7 separate regions of the Mus musculus genome follow, and regions 2, 3, 4, 5, 6 and 7 are each linked to region 1. A link is a contact called in public HiCAR-type, HiChIP or PLAC-seq and Micro-C data. All regions are on one chromosome and are shown on one strand. Each heading gives the region's core, a stretch centred on a gene start, on an enhancer-like site or on the middle of the called end of the contact. The rest is flanking DNA. Distances are from core to core; before and after follow the strand shown. Region 1 holds the start of Arhgef12 (Rho guanine nucleotide exchange factor (GEF) 12). Region 2 overlaps Usp2 (ubiquitin specific peptidase 2). Region 3 holds the start of Thy1 (thymus cell antigen 1, theta). Region 4 holds the start of Sc5d (sterol-C5-desaturase). Region 5 holds the start of Tecta (tectorin alpha). Region 6 holds the start of Tbcel (tubulin folding cofactor E-like). Region 7 holds the start of Nectin1 (nectin cell adhesion molecule 1).

Evidence for each region. Hi-C and Micro-C count contacts between places; a contact is called where the count stands out from the background. HiCAR-type assays count read pairs that join an accessible place to other places. HiChIP or PLAC-seq counts read pairs in DNA pulled down with a chosen protein or histone mark.
Region 2: a contact with region 1 is called in a Micro-C map of the G1E-ER4 cell line, with 3 times the contacts expected there. The contact joins the enhancer-like site here to the promoter of Arhgef12 in region 1. A contact is called at or near these places in 1 of 39 promoter capture datasets (liver), 4 of 484 Hi-C or Micro-C datasets (the G1E-ER4 cell line, the HL-1 cell line, cardiomyocytes and 1 more) and 2 of 115 datasets of contacts at active chromatin or transcription factors (embryonic stem cells and large pre-B cells).
Region 3: a contact with region 1 is called in a HiCAR-type map of astrocytes, with 2.8 times the contacts expected there. The contact joins the promoter of Thy1 here to the promoter of Arhgef12 in region 1. A contact is called at or near these places in 2 of 39 promoter capture datasets (hippocampal neurons and liver) and 5 of 115 datasets of contacts at active chromatin or transcription factors (the 230-238 cell line, astrocytes, cardiomyocytes and 2 more).
Region 4: an H3K27ac HiChIP or PLAC-seq map of cardiomyocytes shows a contact between it and region 1, with 3 times the contacts expected there. The contact joins the promoter of Sc5d here to the promoter of Arhgef12 in region 1. A contact is called at or near these places in 3 of 484 Hi-C or Micro-C datasets (CD4 T cells, the N1E-115 cell line and pancreatic cancer cells) and 4 of 115 datasets of contacts at active chromatin or transcription factors (astrocytes, cardiomyocytes, extraembryonic endoderm stem cells and 1 more).
Region 5: an H3K27ac HiChIP or PLAC-seq map of differentiating embryonic stem cells shows a contact between it and region 1, with 4 times the contacts expected there. The contact joins the promoter of Tecta here to the promoter of Arhgef12 in region 1. A contact is called at or near these places in 2 of 39 promoter capture datasets (cranial neural crest and hippocampal neurons) and 7 of 115 datasets of contacts at active chromatin or transcription factors (the 230-238 cell line, the NIH/3T3 cell line, astrocytes and 4 more).
Region 6: an H3K4me3 HiChIP or PLAC-seq map of embryonic stem cells shows a contact between it and region 1, with 9 times the contacts expected there. The contact joins the promoter of Tbcel here to the promoter of Arhgef12 in region 1. A contact is called at or near these places in 9 of 39 promoter capture datasets (the C10 cell line, cranial neural crest, erythroid cells and 5 more), 7 of 484 Hi-C or Micro-C datasets (B cells, the G1E-ER4 cell line, LSK cells and 1 more), 13 of 115 datasets of contacts at active chromatin or transcription factors (the 230-238 cell line, astrocytes, cardiomyocytes and 6 more) and 1 of 9 other capture datasets (embryonic stem cells).
Region 7: a contact with region 1 is called in a Micro-C map of embryonic stem cells, with 2.4 times the contacts expected there. The contact joins the promoter of Nectin1 here to the promoter of Arhgef12 in region 1. A contact is called at or near these places in 2 of 39 promoter capture datasets (both in liver), 1 of 484 Hi-C or Micro-C datasets (embryonic stem cells) and 2 of 115 datasets of contacts at active chromatin or transcription factors (the NIH/3T3 cell line and embryonic stem cells).

Annotation. Positions count from the first base shown.
Region 1 is chr9:43,104,070-43,107,179 of GRCm38.p6, forward strand. Arhgef12 (Rho guanine nucleotide exchange factor (GEF) 12) reads right to left here and starts at 1,649. Exons shown (of 41, transcript NM_001359232.1): 1 at 1,110-1,649. The coding sequence starts at 1,141.
Region 2 is chr9:44,077,423-44,080,532 of GRCm38.p6, forward strand. The region is part of intron 2 of Usp2 (ubiquitin specific peptidase 2); the gene reads left to right. The region is part of intron 1 of Gm39325 (a long non-coding RNA gene); the gene reads right to left. Among named protein-coding and RNA genes, the nearest start is that of Gm39325, 6.0 kb to the right of the region's middle. Within about 2 kb of position 1,684, at least 137 of the 459 cell types and tissues checked have an H3K27ac peak or open chromatin away from gene starts, as enhancers often do. A contact at or near this core is called in the G1E-ER4 cell line, liver and rod photoreceptor, where this site is marked.
Region 3 is chr9:44,041,813-44,044,922 of GRCm38.p6, forward strand. It overlaps Thy1 (thymus cell antigen 1, theta), which reads left to right and starts at 1,572. Exons shown (of 4, transcript NM_009382.3): 1 at 1,572-1,664. Gm39323 (a long non-coding RNA gene) reads right to left here and starts at 372. Exons shown (of 3, transcript XR_870686.2): 1 at 1-372.
Region 4 is chr9:42,262,827-42,265,936 of GRCm38.p6, forward strand. Sc5d (sterol-C5-desaturase) reads right to left here and starts at 1,474. Exons shown (of 6, transcript NM_172769.2): 1 at 1,380-1,474.
Region 5 is chr9:42,398,277-42,401,386 of GRCm38.p6, forward strand. It overlaps Tecta (tectorin alpha), which reads right to left and starts at 1,671. Exons shown (of 24, transcript NM_001324548.2): 1 at 1,388-1,671; 2 at 1.
Region 6 is chr9:42,470,672-42,473,781 of GRCm38.p6, forward strand. Tbcel (tubulin folding cofactor E-like) reads right to left here and starts at 1,567. Exons shown (of 8, transcript NM_173038.5): 1 at 1,395-1,567. All of the region lies in intron 1 of Gm16322 (a long non-coding RNA gene), which reads left to right.
Region 7 is chr9:43,742,406-43,745,515 of GRCm38.p6, forward strand. It overlaps Nectin1 (nectin cell adhesion molecule 1), which reads left to right and starts at 1,549. Exons shown (of 6, transcript NM_021424.3): 1 at 1,549-2,317. The coding sequence starts at 2,239. Gm46108 (a long non-coding RNA gene) reads right to left here. Exons shown (of 4, transcript XR_003948147.1): 3 at 2,911-3,110.

The DNA.
Region 1 (3,110 bases), core at 399-2,898:
AAGGGAAGCCCTGTCTCTGGAGAAGCTGTTATGGTATGATAATGGAATTTGGCCCCTTTAAAAATCAACAAATGAGTCGCACAATTGGGTGAGACTCTCTCATTAGGAAACTAAACTGCTTTCCGCTGGAGCACTAATGTTGCTCTTGAAGACTTTTGGCCTTCTGCTTCAATACTTTGTTTTGCTTTGTTTTGTTTTGTTTTATGACAACAATTTGAGAAAAAAAAACAACAAGATAAAATTTGGAAGTAACATGCAATGTCATAATTTAGTTGAGGAATAAAATATGCTAAAGGAAGCAACTTGCTTTCACTAAAAAGAACTCAAAGGACCTCTTTAAGAACTACACTTGGACTACATACTCTACACACCACACCGTGTCACCCGATTAACAAACAAGATCCACCTGCCATGCCTAAACCAGAGCTAGAGTTTACATCTTTAAATGCTAGGGCTTCTGAAAGATGAAATGTTAAAAAAAAAAAAAAAAAAAAAAAGAATAATTAGAAGCAGGCCCCATGATTTTTCCCTCATTTCCTTTAGCTCCTGGAAACTGTCCCCAGCAAGAACCCGTGATTTACTGGTAATGTCAACATTCTGGAAAATTAGGTAATTAATAATTAAACACTGTGCAGGTCAACACGTAAAAAGATCAGAGTCACAAATCACAATGCAGCAGGATGAAAATTAAGTTCACAGACAGAAACTCCTAAAATTGTGAGTCTAGAACTACCACAGGACAGGAATCCACCCGATGATGCACCAGTACCCACCGACCTCAAGCTCTGACCTTCACCCAAAATGACCTCCCTCTGGTTCCAAAACGAGTACACAATCTTAATGCACCCGACAGAAAACCACAATCATGGTTTTCCTTCATTTCCTCTGAGAATATGGGGGAAAGTTTCTCTCCCAAAAAAACCTGCATTTCCAAATTCAATCAACCGGTTAACTTGGCAGCAACCCTAGACTAATTGCACAGCTCCGAAACAACCCTCTTTCCTATGCCTGTCAATTGCACTAGCTGAAGGCAAATCTGCATCACCGACTCCCCTGCTGCGTGGGACCGAATCCAGGGAAGGTTAGCGACCGAGGAACTTCATACCCACCTGTCCGTGATAGTAGACTGTGTGCCACTCATTGGGGCCCTTGGCGAGAGGTCTTCTTTTTATCCAACTTGCATTTTACAGTAACACCTCCACACCCCACCCCCAGTGCTCTGGGATCAGGCCCAATTTCGGCAGGGACACAAAAGTCCAACTCAAAACTCCATTCAGTCATCTAGAACATCCGATTGCAAGGGGTCAAGGAAAGGGGATGCGGGCTGAGGCAAAACAAGTTATCTCCCCAAACAAACCGAGCAAGTCGGCCACAAGGCGAGCTCAAGAACTAAGAACGATCCTCAGCAAGGCACGGAGAGAAAACTTCGTCACAGAGGGAAGTCGCGAGCCGTAGGACGGGAACCGGGATCCCTCCGGAGCTGGGGCAGGATCGGCTCAGGGACGGGCGTCGGCTTCGGTCCCGAGTCGGCGGGGCCCGGCCCTCGGGTCCCCGCTCTATCTGGGGCTGCGGGCCACTCGTGGCCGCAGCCTCCGCCGCGTCTCACACCGTCCCGCGCCGGACTCGCGCCGCCCCATGTCCCCGGGCCGAGGGCCCTGAGCTGCTCCGCGCCGCCCCCACCCGGCTCCGGCCGCCGCGCTGACAGGGACCCTGTCTCAGCGCCCGGGGCAGCTCCCCATCCCTCGGAGGCCCCCGCGCTTCTTCCGCAGTGGCACGGCGGCTCCTCCCCGACGCTCTGGTAGGCGGCGGCTCCCGCGAGGAGCGGGAGGTCTCGGCCCGGCCCGGAAGCCCGGCCCCCGAGCAGCGGCGGCGGCGGTGGCGGTGGAGGCTCGGTGCGCAGGGCCGTTCGCCCGGTCTCAGGGGCACTCGCGGGAGCGCGCCCAGGGTGGAGGGGGCCGCCGGCGGTGACGAGCCTTGCGACCGCTGCGGGCGGGCGCGCGCGCGGGTTCCGGTTCCGGTTCTGTCCCCTCGGCCCGGCGCGACTGGAGCGCGCCGAGCCGTCCCCTCCCCCGCCGACTTTTTTGGGCCCTTCTCCCTGGGACTTCGGGAAGCCGCTTCACCCGGGATCCCTCCGCTTCCCGGACTCTCCAAACTTGAGCAGATACTTCCGCTCAGTGCTGTCGCGGGGGATAGAGGGAAGCGAAAAAGTAGTTCTGTGTGGCGAAGCGGGCACTGCTGCCTTCTTGCCCCTCGAATGCTCTCGAGGTGCAGCCCACAGTGTACAATCCACCCGGGACAGCAGAGGAGCCATTCCACAGTCTCGAGGAGTTCACGTTTAGAGGTTCTTCGGAACTCCCGGGCTGGAAACTTTTATTCTTTAAGAGAATGTATTCGTTCCCGGTGTCAAATGCTTTTGATGACTGCGTGCGAGCCCAGGTCCACGGGCCCCCGACAGTGTTAGGCAAACCTGCGCGCGCGCGCACACACACACACACACACACACACACACACACAGGTTTTGGGGTGAGCCAATCACCTGGGGCACCTGCTGGCCTAGTCCCACAGCACGGAGGGGAAAGGGGTGGGGGGATGGCCAGAAGAGGCTGTGGAGAAAGGATCTGGGCCCACACTTAAGCCAGGAGTTCCTGATATAAATATTGCTTTTAGGCTGTTTTGCCTTGGCAAAATGAACTGTATTGTTTGCCAAATTGAGAACGCATGGTGCTTTCCACAGCAAGTTAATAAGCGTGTTGTGAAAAGAGATGGAAGAAGTAATACATCTGTCCGGTAAACAGCACAGCACGAGGGATCCCTTTGAAGAGTTCCCAAATGTTTTCTGGTTTCTCTTTCGATGGGGTAGAGACATTCAGCTAACCATGTAGTTTTCTGATTGAATAAATCTGTCCCTGAGGAAATGAGGGACCACGACACAATATAGTTCTCCAATTCTGCCTGTAAACATCAAGCGACTATTCCTTTTATACAATTATCTTCAGTCTCTTCTGAGCTTCAATCCGTGTAGGTGGGAAGAGACTTCGGCCATTTTGTGGAAATCAAATCTAATAAACAGTGGGTGTGGAAAGGAAATAATTACCTCTTAATAATGCTGT
Region 2 (3,110 bases), core at 434-2,933, 970 kb after region 1:
CAGGACGCTGTAGGGTCCATTCTCGACACGTCCAGAGTTGTTCATAGAGGTGATGGGCAATGAAAAGGCTCCTCTCAGTGGAGGGAGCCTCTGCCGGCTCTTCCTTTGCTCGGAAGAAAGGAAGTCTTCTTGTACACGCATGCTTCTCTGTGGGGTCCGCAGGCATTCGGTGGCAGTAGAATCACCTATGGGCTTAACAGTCCCCCAGACCCTCTGGAGCAAACGCTCTCAGGGCAGTGCCTTAAGATCTGCCTGTTACAGGCTTTTCAGGTTGTCTGGGCCAAAGGCTGCAATACACTCCAGACTCCCAGCAGCTGCTGTTATCTGTCATCTTCCTCACAGCCAGCTACTTACTGCTCTTCCTGAAGTCTGCTGTCCCCTTTCCCTTCATTTCTCCTGGGGACACCTGGCCCTACCCCAGCCCAGGGCCGGAGAGAGTTGTTTTCAGAAAGGATCTCAACGAGGTAGCAAATACCCTGAGCAAACTCAGTCGCCAGAACCTGCATCCCTCTGGCCTAGAAGCAAGGCACAGAACTGTTAGGTGGTCAGGAGTGCCCTAAAGCCAAGCTAGCATTTCATCCTGAGCTCTGCTCAGTACAGTACCACCAACCAGGAGAGACCTCTACGGTCTCACTGCCCCGAGACCATCACTTCACCTTGGCCCTCTTATGCTCGCTTCCAGGGGTTGATTGTATCCTAAGGAAGTGAGAGCAACTTTTTGGGTGCCTTGAAATCTGCCCCATCACAAGCTTCTCCATAAGTTCTGTTCTCCCAGGATGGCTTCTTTAAAAAAAAAAGTGTGGCTTCTTCTCACAGTGCTGTTTTCTAGCTCTGAACTCTGTACCATGCACACCTCTGGGGAACTGAGAACTCTGTGCCATTCACCTGGCTTTCTCGGGCAGTTTCCTTAACTCCTAAGTCTGTTTGCTCTTCTGTAAAATGAAAGCACTCATAGTTTCTACTTCATAAATTACTGTGAAAGAGCCTGACACATAGTAGGGACTCAGTAAAGGTCGGTCATCTTTGCTCCTGGCTTTAGGAGACGAGAGAGGTGCAGGCCAGCCTCTGCCTTGAGTTCACTTCAGGAAATCCATGCCTACTTGGTTACACCAGGAGGCAGGCCTGGGTGTGTGTGTCTTCCGAGGTAGGGAAGGGAGAGGTCACCTGAGGCCGAGACAGACTGCCCGTGACCTCTGAGAGGCACAGTCTTACCTTTTAACCTTGGATACCTATCAGCTCGGACGGATTTCCTCCTCTATAAAGTGAACGATGGCACCTGCCCTGCCCTCCTCACAGGACTGCCACAAGGCTCAAACCAAGTAATGAAGGTGGAGGCATCTCCAGCCAATAAGACAGTAACGGCCAACCTGAGCTTGGAGCTTCACAGGCTCCATTGAGCATGTGTAATGGAGGCACCACCGGCATGAAGTCGGTGAAGGTGCAACTCGGCCCTGGGGCTCTGAGGGTCAACCCCCTGAGGCCCCACTTTCCCTGAAAATGCAGGGCGATGAGCCAGGAGCCACCAAGGTGTTTTGCTCTTCTAGGGAGGATTTGCAAGCCAGCCCAGGTGGCTCAGCCCTGCAGAGCGCCTAGAGCCAGAGAGCCAGAGAGCACCAACCCGTCAGTTCCCCCTCGCCCCACCTCTTCTGTTCCTGGGGCCTATGGAAGGACAAGCTGTTCCCACTGAGCACTGCCAGGCCTGTGCTTTAACCCTACAATCCCTCCTAATCCTCCTATGATCCACCCCCCCAGCTGCTCTGTGGCCAGCCCTGGCACGATGCCTGCTGGCCTCAGGCCGCGCACTTGCCCCTCCCAGGCCTCACCTCCTCTCCCCAAGAAGAGCCACGGGTTGGCCCAGGGCCCTTCCAAGCATAGTCAGCAGGCTAGGAACCTGCCTCTTCCACACAGAGGCAGGGACTGAGTCGTGTCCCCCCTTCTCCCCCCCTCCCCCCCCCCCACGTCCGACCTAGGCTGTTCCCTGGCGTTCGCACACACAATCTTATGTGCCCCTTCCTCTCTGCTCGGGGAACTGCTTCTGAGTGATGGAATCTGAGTCTCTGGGTCCTGTCTGTCACTGGGGTTGCTGACTCATGTTCTGAAGCCTTGGGTTCCAGCTGTTCAGTGACAGGGAGATTATATAAAGCCAGGGTCACGTGATCCTCCTCTCGGGTGGGACTCTGGACTTGAACAAGTGGAGGATGGCAGAGACTGCCTGAGAACCAAAAAGCGGACCTTCCTCTCCTGTCCCCCTGCCTTCTCACTCTGTTGACTCAAGCCACACTGGACTGCCCCTCTTCTGTCTTATTTGTCCAGATTGGCAACCTGAGACCCTGGAGCCCATCTTTACCTGGCCCACCCCAGCCACCTCCTCAACTGCTCCCAGGAGGCCATACTTTCTGAAGGTCTCAGTCTGTACTAAAGACACTCGTGAGAATCCCCAGGACCAGAACAAGCCCTAGCTCCTGAGGAGGAAGAGCAGAGGGTTTGGGCATGGTTGTTAGACTCTCTGTAGTGCTAATGTCTCTGTCCCGGGAAGACTCGCTGTGGGCAGTGACCTGGCAGCCGTCCTTGTCATTACTCTCCAGCTCCATTTCTCAGTTGATGTCCTGAACCCCTCCATCCATCCTGTCTTCCCTTCAGCCACCCCCACACCCCTCACACACACACACACACACCACACACTCCAGGATGTCATTTTAAGTTAATATGGTGCTGGGGTGGGGCGAAGCAACACAAGTTAATCCAAGCCTAGCAAAATGTTCCCTGCCCCTGGGGGACCCGCCCCACTGACCATCAGCCTCAGAAACAAACATCATGTTCAGAGCTCAGAGCTGCCCACGTGGTCCCTTGCCCCCTCTTACCTCAGTGAATACATAAAACTAGCACCCGAGACAGAGCCATAAGCAATAGAAGGAAGTGTGTGGGCTTCTTGAATATGGCTGGTTCAGACCAGATTTCCTGGGGCTTGAAAGAGCACAGAACATTTGACCCGTGGGGGTCTAATTCCTACAAGGAAATAGTTTCCTACCGCTGATGGGAAGGGTAAACTGACTCTCCTCCATAAAGTACACGATGGGCTGGAAGCCCACAAAACCTTCCTGAAAACTCAG
Region 3 (3,110 bases), core at 322-2,821, 940 kb after region 1:
ATTCAGAGACCGGGAACCAAACTAGCCTTTAAAAAACATAAGTACAGGAGCCAGCAAGATGGCTCAGTGGGTAAAGGTGCCTACCAGCAAGCCTGACAGCCTGAGTTCAGTCCCCACGAACTACGTGGTAGGAGAGGACCAACCAACTCTGGAAATCTGTTCTGCAAACACATGCTCACACACACACACACAAATAGTATAAACAATTTTAAATTTCATTTAAAAATAATTTGTAAACAAAATCATTAGCACAGGTTTTAGAAAGAGCCTCTTGGTGACATCAAGTTGATGCTGTAGATGGGGTATCATTCCTGAGGACCCAAAACCGGGTCTCAGCCTTTCCCCATTCTGAGAGTTCTCTCTTTTCTCAGCCACTAGCTGAAGAGTAGAGTGGCTCAGCACTGGGCTCTTGAGTTCCCAAGTCCTACAACTGGTCAGCCTGACTACTAACCAGCCATGAAGAAACAAGGAGTGGATGGGCTGAGTCTGCTGGGATGGGAGTGGAGTTAGTAAGTGGCCATGGATGTAATGACCCCAGCAATGCTGGCTAGAAGGCATGCCTCCTTTCCTTGTCTGGAGACGGAACGGGATCATCTTGTACTCACAGAAGGGAGAACATTCTAGCTGGTTGGGCCAAAATGTGCAAGTTCACCTGGAGGTGGTGGTGCATGCTTTTAACTCCAGTACTCAGGAGGCAGGGCCAGGTGGATCTCTGTGAGTTCAAGACCAGCCTGCACTATGGAGAGAGTTTTGGGACAGCCAGAGTTACACAGAAAAATCCTGGTGGAAAATCTGAAAGAAAGAGAGAAAGAAAGAAAGAAAGAAAGAAAGAAAGAAAGAAAGAAAGAAAGAAAGAAAGAAAGAAAGAAAGGAAGAAAGAAAGAAAGAGTGGCAGGCAGGCAGGCAGGAGGAAGGAAGGAAGGAAGGAAGGAAGGAAGGAAGGAAGGAAGGAAGGAAGGAAGGAAGGAAGGAAAATAGGTGCGACTTCAAGATCCGGAGTTACAAGCAGAATGCACTGTTTCCCTAACAGGGCCAAGTGTTTTGAGTAACTGAAGGTGGGCATGATGCCTGGGAAGCAGAAACAAGCCAGGCAGATGCACCCCTTGCCTTGCTTCCGAAGGGCTGCAGTAGCATGGAAAACATGGAAAACAACCAATCCATTCCCTTTGCTGATATAACAGGCTCCAAAGCCAAAACCTGTCACTGGAGGCTCAAGAGCAGATCTCCAGCCAAGAGGCAAAGGAATGGGGGAAGCTGGAGGGCCTCCCTCTGGTTATCCAGGCTTCTGAAGGTTCAAGCAAAGAAAGGGTTACAACCTTAAAAGGAGAGCGTCCCGGGGTATGGGTAGAAGACTGCTCCACCCCGACCCCCAGGGTCCCTAACCGTCTTTTCCCTGGGCGAGTCAGCCCAATCACAGGACTGAGAGTGCCTCTTTAGTAGCAGCAAGCCACTTCGGACACCCAAATGGAACACCTCCAGTCAGCCCTCGCCGACCACCCCACCCCCTCCATCCTTTTCCCTCAGCCTCCGATTGGCTGAATCTAGAGTCCCTCCCTGCTCCCCCCTCTCTCCCCACCCCTGGTGAAAACTGCGGGCTTCAGCGCTGGGTGCAGCAACTGGAGGCGTTGGCGCACCAGGAGGAGGCTGCAGCTAGGGGAGTCCAGGTGAGAGCAGGCCGACGGGAGGGACCCGCACATGCAAGGACCGCCGCAGGGCGAGGATGCAAGCCTTCCCCAGCTACAGTTTTGGGAAAGGATACCAGGGCGCTCCTATATGGGGGCGCGGGAACTGGGGAAAGAAGGTGCTCCCAGGTCGAGGTGGGAGAGGAAGGCAGTGCGGGGTCACGGGCTTTCTCCCTGCTAACGGACGCTTTCGAAGAGTGGGTGCCGGAGGAGAACCATGAGGAAGGACATCAAGGACAGCCTTTGGTCCCCAAGCTCAAATCGCTTTAGTGGTGCGAATAGAGGGAGGAGGTGGGTGGCAAACTGGAGGGAGTCCCCAGCGGGTGACCTCGTGGCTGGCTGGGTGCGGGGCACCGCAGGTAAGAAAACCGCAATGTTGCGGGAGGGGACTGGGTGGCAGGCGCGGGGGAGGGGAAAGCTAGAAAGGATGCGAGGGAGCGGAGGGGGGAGGGAGCGGGAGAATCTCAACTGGTAGAGGAAGATTAAAATGAGGAAATAGCATCAGGGTGGGGTTAGCCAAGCCGGGCCTCAGGGAAAGGGCGCAAAGTTTGTCTGGGTGTGGGCTTAGGTGGGCTGGGTATGAGATTCGGGGCGCCGAAAACACTGCTGCGCCTCTGCCAAATCACGCTACCCCTGTATCTAGTTCTGCCAGGCTTCTCCAGCCCCAGCCCCAATTCTTTTCTCTAGTGTTCCCCCTTCCCTCCCCTGAATCTCAAGCCCACACTCCCTCCTCCATAACCCACTGTTATCAAATCCAAGTCATTTGCCACCCAACAACCATCAGGAGGCGGAAGCAGACGGGAGGAGTTTGAGATCAACTTGGGCTACATCACGAGTTCCAGGCTCACCAAGGCTTCTTAAGGAGACCTTGTCTCTAAAATTAATTAATTAATTAATTAATAGTCCCCTTTCTCTGCCACAGAACCTTGGGATCTGGCTCCTGGTCGCAGCTCCCCCCACCCCAGGCTGACATTCACTGCCATAGCCCATCCGGAAATCCTAGTCTATTTCCCCATGGATCTTGAACTGCAGAGAGAATGGCAGAGTGGCCCGCCCTGTGCAAAGGATGTTCCTAGCCTAGGTGGAGCTCGCGAACTCGCAGACTGTGCCTCTCTTGGGCAAGGACAGGCTAGACAGCCTGCCGGTGTGTTGAGCTAGGGCACTGTGGGGAAGGCAGAGAACCTGTGCAGGGCAGCAATGAACACAGGACCAGAAAACTGCAGCCCTAGGAACACTCAAGAGCTGGCCATTTGCAAGCATCTCTGGCCTCCGTGCTTCTCACTCATGTCCCATGTCTTATACAGGCCTCTGTGGCACCTCGCTTGCCTGATCTCATCCCTAGCCGTTAAGCTTTCTGCATGACTTATCACTTGGGGCATAATGCTGGATACCTACCATTTTCTTAGACCCCATCAAAATCCTATTTGA
Region 4 (3,110 bases), core at 224-2,723, 840 kb before region 1:
ACCAAATTGTATGTAAATTGTAAAGGTGCAACCCCTTAAAGTCAAAGACAGCTCATGGACTCTAAGATAATTAGGCATTATTGCTTGAAATGTAAGTTTACGTTAAATAGTATACTGCTTTGGCAGAAAAAAAACCCACAATTTTTGACTTTAAAACATGGTTATCAATTAAATGGGCCTGGGGTATAATTCAGGGATATTCCTTTGGTGTAGTATGTCCAAAGCCTTGGTTCCTATCCCAGCATCAGATAAATAAGTAAACATATATAAATCCACTATTATACTTAAATGACTTAAAACTATTATATTTTTCTTAACTGAAAAAAGTACAGGAACAATAACTAGCCATTTATATATTTAAAAAATACTACATATTATTTTAAGCACTCCACCCCTCCCCCCTTTGGCTATGTGGCCTGGAACTTGCATTCTCCTGCTTCAGTCTCCAAAGCTCTTGGATGCTCTGCAGTACCTCTCATCCGGCCTTTACACATCTGGAGGAGTGATGGAGAGATTCTCCCATCTAATTCTCACAAGTCTATAACGTGTGTCCGCGTATAATCTTAATAAACAGGACAGTGAAGGCGCAATGCCTTAAACAGCTTTGTTCTGTAAGGAGCAGTCGATGTGTAAAGCCTACACAAAAAGTTCTACACAGCATTACTTCCCTAGAGTCACAAATACAGATGGGGAATTCTGAGTTCTCCACGTTCATTATATTACAGGATGAATGCAAAAGTCCGTAAGACAGTAAGGGTCAGAAGGTAAGCACTTTAACACAACTAATGAAAATGCAAACTCAACTAACACAAAATAGTCAAATAACTTCGCTGCCGCCGAGATATTGTTTCCACTTGTACCACCTCCCAATTTACTCGGCAATAAGAAGGGATGCCAGTATGAGTGACTTCTTAACGATGCTTAAAGTGTGCACGCTACAGCGTATGGTCTTCAGAAAGGCAGGGAGTGACGGCCCACCACCCTCCCTAGGCCTCAATCGGACGCTGGTTCGCAACCTGGTACCTTCTCCAGGAAGTGCCGGTGGCAAAGCAAATCACCAGCTTTTCCCACCTCACCCTGGATGTGGGGTTCACAGTAGGCAGGCAACCTCTAGCACTGGCAGGGACCCAGCTTTACCGGGCCAGGGTCCTTCCCCGCTCCCATATAACCTTATCCCCATCGCAGGCCCCGGGGACCAAGGTGTCCGCCAGGCCAGACCCCCACCCCCACCCCCACCCCCCCATGCCACCTGCGCTTTAGCAGGGACGGCCACACGGGTGCGGCGGATGCCGTACCGGCGCCGGGCACCCGGGGATCCTCGCGACCGCCCGCGGGTCCTCCCACTCGCGGCTGTCCAGCTGCCAGCGCACGGAACCTACCTGCCAGGCCCAGCAGCTCCGTCAGCCGCGGCTTTACAGCCAGCGGAGAGTACGAGCCAGAGCGCCCGAGACACCGCCCGCTCAGCAGAGCCCCGCCCATGTGCAGGCAGCCGGCCAATCAGCAGCCGGCGCAATAAGCTGATGTGACGGCGGATCGCGCGACCTGGACCGGCGCGGTCGCGGCGGTCACGTGGTCGCCGCGTAGGCGTCCCGCGCTCCCCACGCCTCCCCGCACCCCCGAACCAGGTCCAGCACTCTGCCGGGACTATCCAGGCGCTTCATGATGCTGCTACGGGGCGGACGAAGCTTGCTTTCCTTCCCACTTTCTTCCCGCCCAGAAAGTTGACTAGAATCGTGCAAAGGACCCGGGATGAATGCAAAATGACAGCCTGAAGTAGGATTAATGACGCTTCCTTTGATGTTAATGGTGGAGTCTTTTGTCCCATTTTTGTGACTCAAACGTTCATCAATCCGCAGTTATTTGTCACTTCCCTGCAAGTCCTCTTATGCAGCGTTAAAATATGTAAATCGAAAGTTATGTGTAGCAGAGTAAATTTAAAAAGCAATTATTAATAGCGATAAAAATAGAGAAAGAGGTTATGATCTGGCCCAACTGGTTTACATAGGTAAAGATAGGGGTGGGGGAGGTGAACTTAAAGATCAAATTGGCTAATTATGACTCGGGAATGTAGACAGCAGCCCATTCTATAAAATACAAGAGCTCCCTAAGGTGAGCAGTAGGGATCAGCAGTATTGGCCAAAATGAAAAGAACCTAAGAAGAAGAAAGGCCCAAAAGACTAGTACTTCAGAGTTACTTCAGAGAGGATTGACCTGTCGTCTGTTTCTGGTATCAGGGTCCTACCAATTGATTAGTTTTGTTTTGTTTTTTTGTTTTGGTTAGAAGGAGCCAGGCATTTCAAAAGCCAGTTTGATTAAGTGATATATTGAGCATGAGAGACAGTTCTGGCCAGATCTGATCTTCCAGAGCTCTGAGGCAAAAGCCTAGTCCAAAATGACTCTATAAATTACACTTAACAAAGTGTGTTTGCCAGTGTTCTCTGGAGGAACAGAACTGATAAGATGAATACATACATAAAAAATTTATGAAACTAGCTTAAAGTAATAACAGTTGTCTCACCCCAGAAGAACTAAACCCCTAGTAGCTGTTCCATCCACGAGGCTGGTTACCTTGCCAGCCAGAGTAGTCCTATAATGGCTGTCTCACATTGGAAAAATGAACAGCCTGGTAGAGCGTCTGTCTACCAGGCTCAGTGCCACAGCAGTTCCTGTATACCTGGAGAGTCCCTGGCCTTCAGCCAACAATGGAAGTTTGGAAATAATAGTTTGGGTTTCACCAAAGACAGCAGCAGCAAGCAAGCTCAGCTGCCAGGGGAAGATGGAAGACCAAGCAAGCTAAAGGGATATCATACTCTCTCTACTCTGCTCCTGGGCCTATTGGCAGAAATGCTGCACGCGCTTAAGGTAGCTTCTTTGATATCAACAGAGACGATGAGGACCATGCGGCTCTCTGGTCAGTCGTTGCTGATTTGTGGCAAGTTGTGGTGAAAACCAGCCACCACACTAAGAGAAACTAGACAGGAGTATGTGTGAGTTCCACAGGTGAGCTCTGGAGTGAGAGCCTAGGCTTTGCACTGCTTTAGTGGGTCTGGTCATCAGCTTTCTCCTGGGGCTTCCACTGTAGTACTTCCCAAGGTCTCCTCTCCCATCCC
Region 5 (3,110 bases), core at 421-2,920, 710 kb before region 1:
CCTGGAATTTTAAAAAGAAAAAGGAAAAAAAGATCCCCTGCTTGCCAGAGTAAATAGAACACCAGGTGTGTTGGGTGGCAAATCCCGAGACACACCACAACCATCACAGAACAAATTCACATCCCAACATCAATCGTTCAGAGTTGGCTGTAATTCCCAGGAGGCTCACGGGTTGAGTTCAATAGTTGGGAGACAAAGTAGACCCCCAGAAGGCGGCTGCCTAGAAGTGTAGGTTATCAGGGAGTTAGATGGGAAAAACGCAAGCTGCAAGGACCAAGGGGAAAGTGTCTACTTTGCATCTGATTTAAAAAAAAAATAGCAGCGTCCAATTCCAAAAATGCAGGTCTCAGACCATGTCTCTGGGACTCTAACTTCTGCAAGACCCAACTCTCCAAATGTCCCTAGTCTCTGTCAGGATCCAGGAAATACTGGTTAAATTATCACGTGTTTCTCCAGGTAGGAGGATTCAGAGTATGCCATTCCTTCTCAATGACCTGGAGCCCGTCCATCATTTTACTGACTAGACGCACAGGTAGCCTAAGACCGTCTACTGACATTCCACAGTGAAATGAATGATCAATGGCTACTTTGGTGATAAAAGAAGAAGAAGAAGAAGAAGAAGAAGAAGAAGAAGAAGAAGAAGAAGAAGAAGAAGAAGAAGAAGAAGAAGAAGAAGAAGAAGAAGAAAAGAAAGAAAGAAAAGAAAAGAAAAGAAAAGAAAAGAAAAGAAAAGAAAAGAAAAGAAAAGAAAAGAAAAGAAAAGAAAAGAAAAAAAAAAAGCAGCACACCGGAGTAGCTCCTTGGAAATACAACAGAAATAGAGCCCCACACTCAAGCAACTCTCATTAGTTCCGGGAAGTTAATTAAAAGAAGGAACAGCACAAAACCAAACTCATTTGCATGTTAATTTACAATCAGCTGAGCGGGTGGCATTACCCCCTGTTAGGAGCGTGGATGGTCTGCACTACTCCAGAAAGCTGAGATACAAGCACACATGCAAGATCCAAGTTCACCATGCACTGGCCTGAGGACCAACATGCCGACCAGGAAACCTGTGCCTCACAGCATTCTTAAAGATAAACACCTTTCTCTTATCATTTGAGGTTATCAGAATCGCTCGGCCCAACTTTTAGGCAAAAGCAATGACTCCATACTGTGAGAGTCTTGTGGCAAATCTTCAGTTGGCAGGCATGCACATTGAAGTCTCAAGCACAAAGTAAACGCTAGCCAGCTTTGCTGCAAAGGACAGAGGGCTTCAGCAGGCATCATACACAGCTCTAGGGGAGGCAGGTGCCGTGCGAGCTTCAGGCCTTTGGAGGAGCAGGGCAGAGAGCAGCAGGGAGGACGATTCATTTAGACAGTTGTATTTATGAAAAACGCCACTAACCTGTTCTGTGGAGACTGGAGGAATTGAGTGAAAAGTATTAAGTCAAATCTTGGTGAGCCCGGAAAATTAGGTATAAGAATTCACGTCAGTTCTCCTCGCGTGGCTGCCAATTATTTCTGATCCCTGAAATCACGTCCGAATCCCATACTCTTAAAACCAAAAATTCAGTTAGTCCTGCACTAGAGTCGGGGGAGTGTTGAGTTGCAATCAAGTTGCTCTCTATTGATTAAGGAGAGGTAAATCTGAAGATCAGTTTCAGGATTGCGCGGAGAGGCTCTTTTCCTGAAAAACTAGACCTCCCCCCTCCTTTAAAAAGAGAAGAAAAAAAAGTGGATTCAGATGGAAATGTCAGGTACTTGGAGCTGAAACCTTGGTTCTCTCTGATCAGAATCACTTTGCTCTGAAAAACACAAAAGAAACCCTCCCTTTCTGTCTTTGTACCCAAAAGAAGGCAACTGTCTAGCATTACAGAATTAGCATCCTCCAGCATGGGAGAAACCCGACAAAGGGGGCTCCCGGCACATTTAAATGAAGTCCGTTTCTCTCTCTCTCTCTCTCTCTCTCTCTCTCTCTCTCTCTCTCTCTCTCTCTCTCTCCCTCTGTTTTTTCTTTCTCTTTATGTCTCTTTTCTTTTTTTTAAATCTATCTTTCTCTCGTTCCCTCCTCTCCTATTGTTCACATACAGGCTTTACCCTGTTTGTCCCCTACAGACATGTATAAAGTATTTAAAGAAATTTTCCCAGATGTGTCAAGGTTTCATTCCTTCTTCTCTCTGACTCTTAGACAGGTGAGCAGTGGCATCTCCCAGGCAGAACAAAGTGGGGAAAGGAAAATTACGCCTGTAACACCTCCACTCGTGCCCCTGAGGGTCTTCATTGGGAGGGGGGACAGGCCTCTCTTGCTCAAAGTGTCCAGGAAGAACTTTGTTCAAACAAAGGAAAACTGTGTTCAGCTTGATGCTTGCAGGATTCCAGTAAGCTAAATTCAATCCCAAGCAATTAGCCCAGGACAAATGCACATACAAGCAACATTAAATGGGCTCAGTGGGTTGTGTACACACACGCACACACACACATGTATGTGTGTCTATGTAAGAATAAAAATTAAAGAAGAGCTCATGAATCTGGACGGGGAAGTTTGAAGGAAGGAGTGGTGGAGACACACTCCTCATGTACAAACATCTCTAAGAAAAATTTAAACATGCAGAAGACTGTGAAAGTACCGCAGAAATTAAAATACTCAAAGGGGCATTCATAAAAAGAACAAGAAGAAATAATTTGGATGCAGCAGGAAAGGTCCTTTTGTAAATCAAATCAATTGGAATTTTAAATCTGTCCAGGTCTTTCTCTGGCCAGACCCTGATGTGTTGCCTAGACCAGAAATAAGAACTGAATCAAAACAACCCAGCTTTGCATATGCTGTGCTAAAGGCCAAGAGTGTTGGGAGAACCTGGTCTTTGCCATACGTTTCCCCGTCTTCAGCCAAAGCCCTGTGATAACTGTGTAGGCATTACACAATGTGTTCATTCTTTCGCTGGTAACGTGAATTCTCCCCATAGGCCCACTTACAGACGCCGAATGAATCCTTTCTTCCAAAAGGCACATATTTCTGTAACAGAAGACATAGGGTTTTGGTGTCCGTGTAAAATAAAATTAAATCCAAGTCCAAGACTCACCTAGAGAAGCCCTTGACTGGTCCTGATTAAACCTTTAGTGCGGTCTCA
Region 6 (3,110 bases), core at 317-2,816, 630 kb before region 1:
TTGTGACCTACGAATCGATTTGCTGGAATTCAGTCAGCATGTTTTCTTTCTAATGACAGAAAATAGAACATAACAGAAATAAGCAGACGGTACCTAACAAGGGTAGGCGCGGCTCTGTGAAGCCAGACATGGTGCCTCACATCTTTAAGCTCAGCACTGGAGAGGCTGGGACAGAAAGAATACAGAGAGTAGCAGGCCAGCCTGGGCTACCCAGTGAGGTCAAGGCCAAGAGAATCTGTATCATAAAGCCACTACTTTGTAAAAACCTTTCATTCGTGTGTGTGTGTGTGTGTGTGTGTGTATAGGTGCACAAACTAAATCATAATGCCCTTATCAGTGTGAGGTTTTTGCTTTTTTCCTTAAGTTAGAGCTATGGTTAAAGCCAAAGGACCCAGGCTGACTAAACATCCTTAATCCAGTTCTCTGCTCAAGACGAGCCTATGAGATCCTATCAAGAGCTACAGAGACAGAATACAAAAGGGGCAAGCCTAACCAAGCCTGCTTTGGGCCCCAGGGCCTCCCCCATCTTCCCCCCAAACAGTTTGCTCAAGCACTCTTCGCTCAAGATGGAACCACTGAAATCTATTCAAGAGTTTCTTGATACACAGGCAAAGGCTATACAAAAGCAGAGAGAAGGACAAGTCCCAGCCAAGCTTTTAGCTGGCCTTGAGGTCCTGCCAGTTTCCTTAACAGCCCTAAGGCGGAGCCTACAAACTCCTGTAGCTAAGCAACCTTGGAGTGGGGCTCCTCCTTCCTCCACTGACTGTCAACAGTTCAACTCCTCCAATCAACTTTTCCTCAACTACAACTTCTGCAATTGCTGCCTGTGTCCCTAAGGAGGACGAATCCTCTTCCCTTCTCCAAATCCCAGACTGTCTTCCTAGTAGTTCCAGAAGCCTGTACTCTATTCAGTTTATCACAGATCATTTCGCACCATTACCAAGAAGCTAGGATGGAGTCTCCTGGCAGCCCCCAATCTTAATACGGCTTGGTGCAAAAACATGCTCCCCAAATTCCTAGCAAACTACAAGCTTTAAGCAGTCCAGGAAGGGACAGGCTTAGTGATCCAGGAGTTACAGGGACAGCTGCTCTTTCCCACTAAGATACCAAATCTTACAGATGGGGATACACCCCGAGGACTTGACACGTCCAGTTGTTTTCATCATTTTCCTGATTCAGTGATTCAAAGCTAAGTTTCCCACCCAGGGAGCCGCTTCCATACCCCAGGCCTCAAGGAGGCTGGGAGCATCTGGCTTGCTGCCGCTGTCCAGCCTTCTGCCCTCCATCAGTGCGCCGTCCTCCCAGGATCCCAGGCTTGGCCTCCTACCCCCACAGGTGGAGCATGCCTCGGGCCTCCGGCCCCGGAGGAGGAGCAGCGGCCGGGCTACACTCACCCCTCGGCCCGGGAGGCGGCGGCTCCTCGGGCTGCGCCTCCGCCCGCCCGGCCACCGCGTCGCCGCTCGGCTTCCGGCCTGCTCCAGGCCGGCCCCGGACCGGCTCCACTTCACCTCGACCCCTTCTCCGGCCGCCAGAGCCCAGTGTCCTGCATTGACCCGGAAGCAGCTTTCCGGGGACCCCAACAACAACACGTGACCCCGCCGCACGTGTCACGTCCGCTGCGTGATTGGGAGGGGCCAGAGGAGACGAGCCTCTCAGAGCGAGCTGCGGTTGCCATGGCAACCGGGAATGGTGGCATTCACCTAGAGTGGATCAGAATTACACCCCATCTGCTTGCTTTTCTTACCAGTGCAGCAGGGGAGCAACCAACCACAGGTCCAAAGACCGATCACCTACAAGAGAAGCATCCTTGGAGAAAGGAGCCCTGGACGAACGTGTCCAAACACACCTGCAATCTTGGCCTGACTCAGTGTAACCCTACTTGTGATCACTACCTGTCTTTGACTTCACAGGCCTCATCTATAAAATGTCCTGTACGATCTCTATACTTCATATACATCTAGGCGTAGGGGACAGTTTGACCTTCGTTCTGTGCCCCCTCTAGTCCCGAGGCACCTGAAGCTCCCAAACACTAACAATTTACAATTTTCACCTATTGTGTGTGCTTTACAGCCATAGCCAATAAATACATGAGATTAAAAAGAAAGAAAGAAAGAAAGAAAGGAAAAAAGGAAGGAAGAAAGAAGAGAAAAGAAAAGAAAGGAAAGGAAAGGAAAAGAAAAGAAAAGAAAAGAAAAGAAAAGAAAAACACACAAAACATAACCCACAAACCTCCTAAAGGACATATTTTGTAGAATTGAAAATTGAAGTTTGGGGAGTCAAATGATCTGCTCATGACCACCTACTTAGCCAAAATGACATGGCTGAGACTTGAAACCAGGTCAGGCTGGCTCCAAAGAAAATATGCTTCACACCAGGCCACGCATAGCCCCGGCTCCGAAGCCTCACACTTGGCTGTTAGGTTGTTTGCTTTTGTGCCCACGGAATAGAGATGGTGCAGGCTGATCCCGAGGAGGAACCAGCCATGCACAGATATGTGAATGGAAAGTCTAGGAGTTGAGGAGAGTTCCATGCCCAGTGTCAATCTGTGTGTGTCCAGGAGGATGTGGGGGTTGCCACAAACATGCACATGTGTATACTGGCTCCCAGAAAGAGGAAAACAAAAATTCTTACCAACCTCAGGCCCTGGGGACTTCAATTGATTCTTCTGTCTTGTCCCATAGGCAGGACTTAGGCTGGAGAGAGACTTGAGAAGGACCTGGTTAAGAAACACGTTCTGAGGTCTATGGGTCAGGCAGTGGCTTAGAGTACTCTTACGCGATTGCCTCCTGCCCAGAAAAGCACTTTGCTGACACCTTAGGAGGGACTAGAGATATTGGCAGGACCACAGCTAAAAGGAGCCTCAGTGGGAAGGACATGCAGAGCAGAGGAACTGGAAGCAGAGGAGGAAGGACAGGGACAGGGGGCTTCCCTCTGGAGGGTTTGCTCACATACTAGGGGGAAATAAGAGCTGTAAGTCATTACTACTAACAAATACTGTTGCTATGGATAGAAACACACACATAGACATTGAATGCAAGAGTCTCTTTAGAAAACAAACTCAGAGATGAATGTTTCTATCCGTCTCTTGTTGATCTCCCTGTGGCAGCTAG
Region 7 (3,110 bases), core at 299-2,798, 640 kb after region 1:
TTCACAGTTTTCCCTGTGCTGACCTCTACTTTAAATCCAGTATCTTGAAGGATGGTCTGTGCCTGACAGACACCTCCAGTCAGCCCCTGTTGCGCCCCTTACCACAGAAGCCTTTCAGGTCCCTCCCAGCCCAGGCTAACGTAGATGTCCTGAATCTGAAAACCCCCACAATGCCGTGCTGCGGTGAGTGATTCTATAGAACTTCTGTTTCTGTGTCTCCCCCCCCCCCCCATCCCCACTAGACCCCGCTCCTGTGGGGCAAGGACCAACTATGAGACCACACAATGCATTCCCAAGTCAGGCGGTAGTGTGGTAGACAGTTTGTCCTGAGTTACACGGGTGAAGCATAAAAGGATACAGAGAGCATTCCTTTTGAGTGGAGTGACTTCTTTAGCAGGCTGAGCCCGTGGGCCCAAGAGTGGGAAACTGTCCCTCTCTTCCATTGTCCTGCCCCTCCCATTCTCCGAAAGGAAAATTTACATTTTATCAGAATTTGGCGCTACCCCAAGCCTCTGTGCCCTTGGGGCTGGGCTAAGGGCAAAGGGCAAAGTGGGTGTGGTCTGCTCAGCCCCGAACGAGGGAGTTCTGTTCTCTTGACTGGGAAACCCTGTCTGTCTGCCTCTCCTAGTCCAAGGATGGGGACAGAAGGTCCAGGCTTCAGGCTGCTAAGGGCCCCTCGGGCTCAGTCACCTTGGCAAGAAGCCACCCGGATGTGGTGGGTGGCGAACAGGATGGGGCGGAGAGTCCTGGCCGTTCTGGGACACCGACTGGATGGGCCACTTTCGCGGGAATCCCGCAAACCACTCAGAAACGAGGTGAAGGCAATGGGAGCCCACTTGGTTTGTCGCTCTTTGGGGAAAGCAGAATGCTTCGATTTCGGGACAAGGACCCCCTGAAGGCAATAAGGATTAAAGAAGACCCACTAGAAACCTGAGTGCCCTGATCTCTCACCCACTAATGTCTTGTCTTGCCTCAACTCTTCACAGCTTTCGCGGTTGGTCCTCCGCAAAGCTGTTTCCGTCTGGTGTCCAGATCTTGGGGAGCAGAAGCTTTGGCAACAGTTCTAGCCTGTGCTCTGCTTCTTTCTGCCACTCTCCATGCCCTCCTCTGGGCCTTTGTTTCCTCATCTGCGAAATGGTCCCAGGGTCGGACCAGAGAGTCAGAAAAGCCCTCGGAGCTCGGACAATGCCAGATCCAGCGTTCACACGGATCCCTACGGCAGCCCCCCTCCTCATCTTAACTCCACCCCTACCGAGCAGCTTCTCCCCCTTGCCGGCCGCTAGGGGTCACTGCCTCCCTTTGTCAGCGACCGAGGAGGGCAGCCCGCCCTCCGGCCCTTTCCACGACCGAACGGCGACCCAAGGGGCATCTTGCTAGCTTGGGGCCCTGAGCCGAACCCCACGGCCACGCTCGCAGCCACAGCTGCTTAGGACTGGGAGGTGCGGCCGCGCGGGCGGAGGCCGGGCCAGGGCTGGGCCGGGCGCGTGGGAGCCAGGAGGGGGTTAATGCTAACCCCTCCCCCCGGGCTGACATCACGGGAGAGCGGGTGAGAGGCTGGATCGGCGAGTGAGAGAAAGAGAGGGAGAGGAGAGAGCGCGGCTCGCCTCGGCACCGGGGCAGCTCCACATTGTTGCGGATCGCCCGCACCGAGCGCAGCGGCCGCGGTGGGGACCCGTGGCGCACCCGGCTCGCTCCCCTCGGTCCTCCGAGACCGTGCAGCCCCGAGCCCCGCGGGCAGCTGGCCGCCCTAGCCGCACACCACCGCCTGGGCCCCGAGCCCTCCGCACCGCCCGGCCACCCTCGGAGAACAGCCGGCCATGGACGCCTGCAAGTTGGAGCCGAGCGGGAGGGTGTGAGCGCGCCCAGGGCCGGGAGCCTGCGCCGCGCTAGCCCGGTAGCCGGGCGCGCCGGGGGTGGGTCCCTCTCCCCAGCCGGGCTTTGCGTGGAAGAAGAGGGCGGGGACCGGGGCGAGGAGAAGAGCGGAGGAGGCGAAGGGGGCATGACTCGTGCAACTTACTGCGGGCATCTGCCGAGGCTCTGAGCCGGCGGCAGCCGGGGACCGGATTGCGGCCGCGCGGATCCCACCCAGCCCACCCCGCCCCGACCGACGGCTGCGGCTGACCTGGATCCTCCGAGCGCCCGCCAACCGCCAGCGATCCGCCCTCGTCTTCCAGACTGGTTTCTGGAGCGCGAGGAGCGCCCTCCTGGCAGCCCCTTTCGCCGGACCCCCACCCCCCGATGGCTCGGATGGGGCTTGCGGGCGCCGCTGGACGCTGGTGGGGACTCGCTCTCGGCTTGACCGCCTTCTTCCTCCCAGGTAAGGCGATTGCCTCTGCCTCCCTCCATAGCCCCCCACCCAACCAGAACCTCCCCGGGACTTGGAGCTGGATGATGGGCAAGGCTACGGGTTGTAGGGAGCGAACGGAGCCAGAAAAGTTGGGTCACGCTTGGATAAGGGGGGGCAGGAGGTGGCACCGTGGAGAAAGGGGTTGAGAAGCCCAACAGCCTGCCCTGCAGGGTAGCAATCGGATGCACGTCTCTATGTAGCAAGAAAGCACTTTCTCCGCTCAGTTCTTCACAAAAATAATAATATGTAATAGGGTTCTATTTATTTAATAACCAGTTCTCAGCTCGAGAAGCAGTTTGGAAACACTGCGTGTTACATAAATGCAAAATAATCACCGTAATCACGGGCTTGGGGTATGAGACAACAGCCCCAGGGGGAGGGCGTCAGTCTCCTAGCTGGTGGGCTGTGGGCTAGGAGAGTGGCGGGGGTTGGGGGCGACTTCATTTCTTTTGGCGGCCTCTTGTCAGATGGTTTCGGGCTCATGGGGGCCCCCTCCTGCCCCACATCGCCCCACAGCGGGCGATCGGAACCTGCTCCTGCGGCACAGGCAGCTTCTTACTCACCTGCGGTTCCTTTTCTGGAGGGTGAGGTCGGGCCGCCTAGGGATCGCAAACTCCGGGCCTTGCGCGGGGCTGGGCTCCGTCTCGGAACTCCACTTCTAAAGCGGAGGGCTCTCCCAGGAGGAAGCTCCACGGGCTTCATGCCAGCCAGGTGGCCGCATGACCCACTTTCCCGGGAGGCCCCGAGGGTGTCCCGCGTGTCT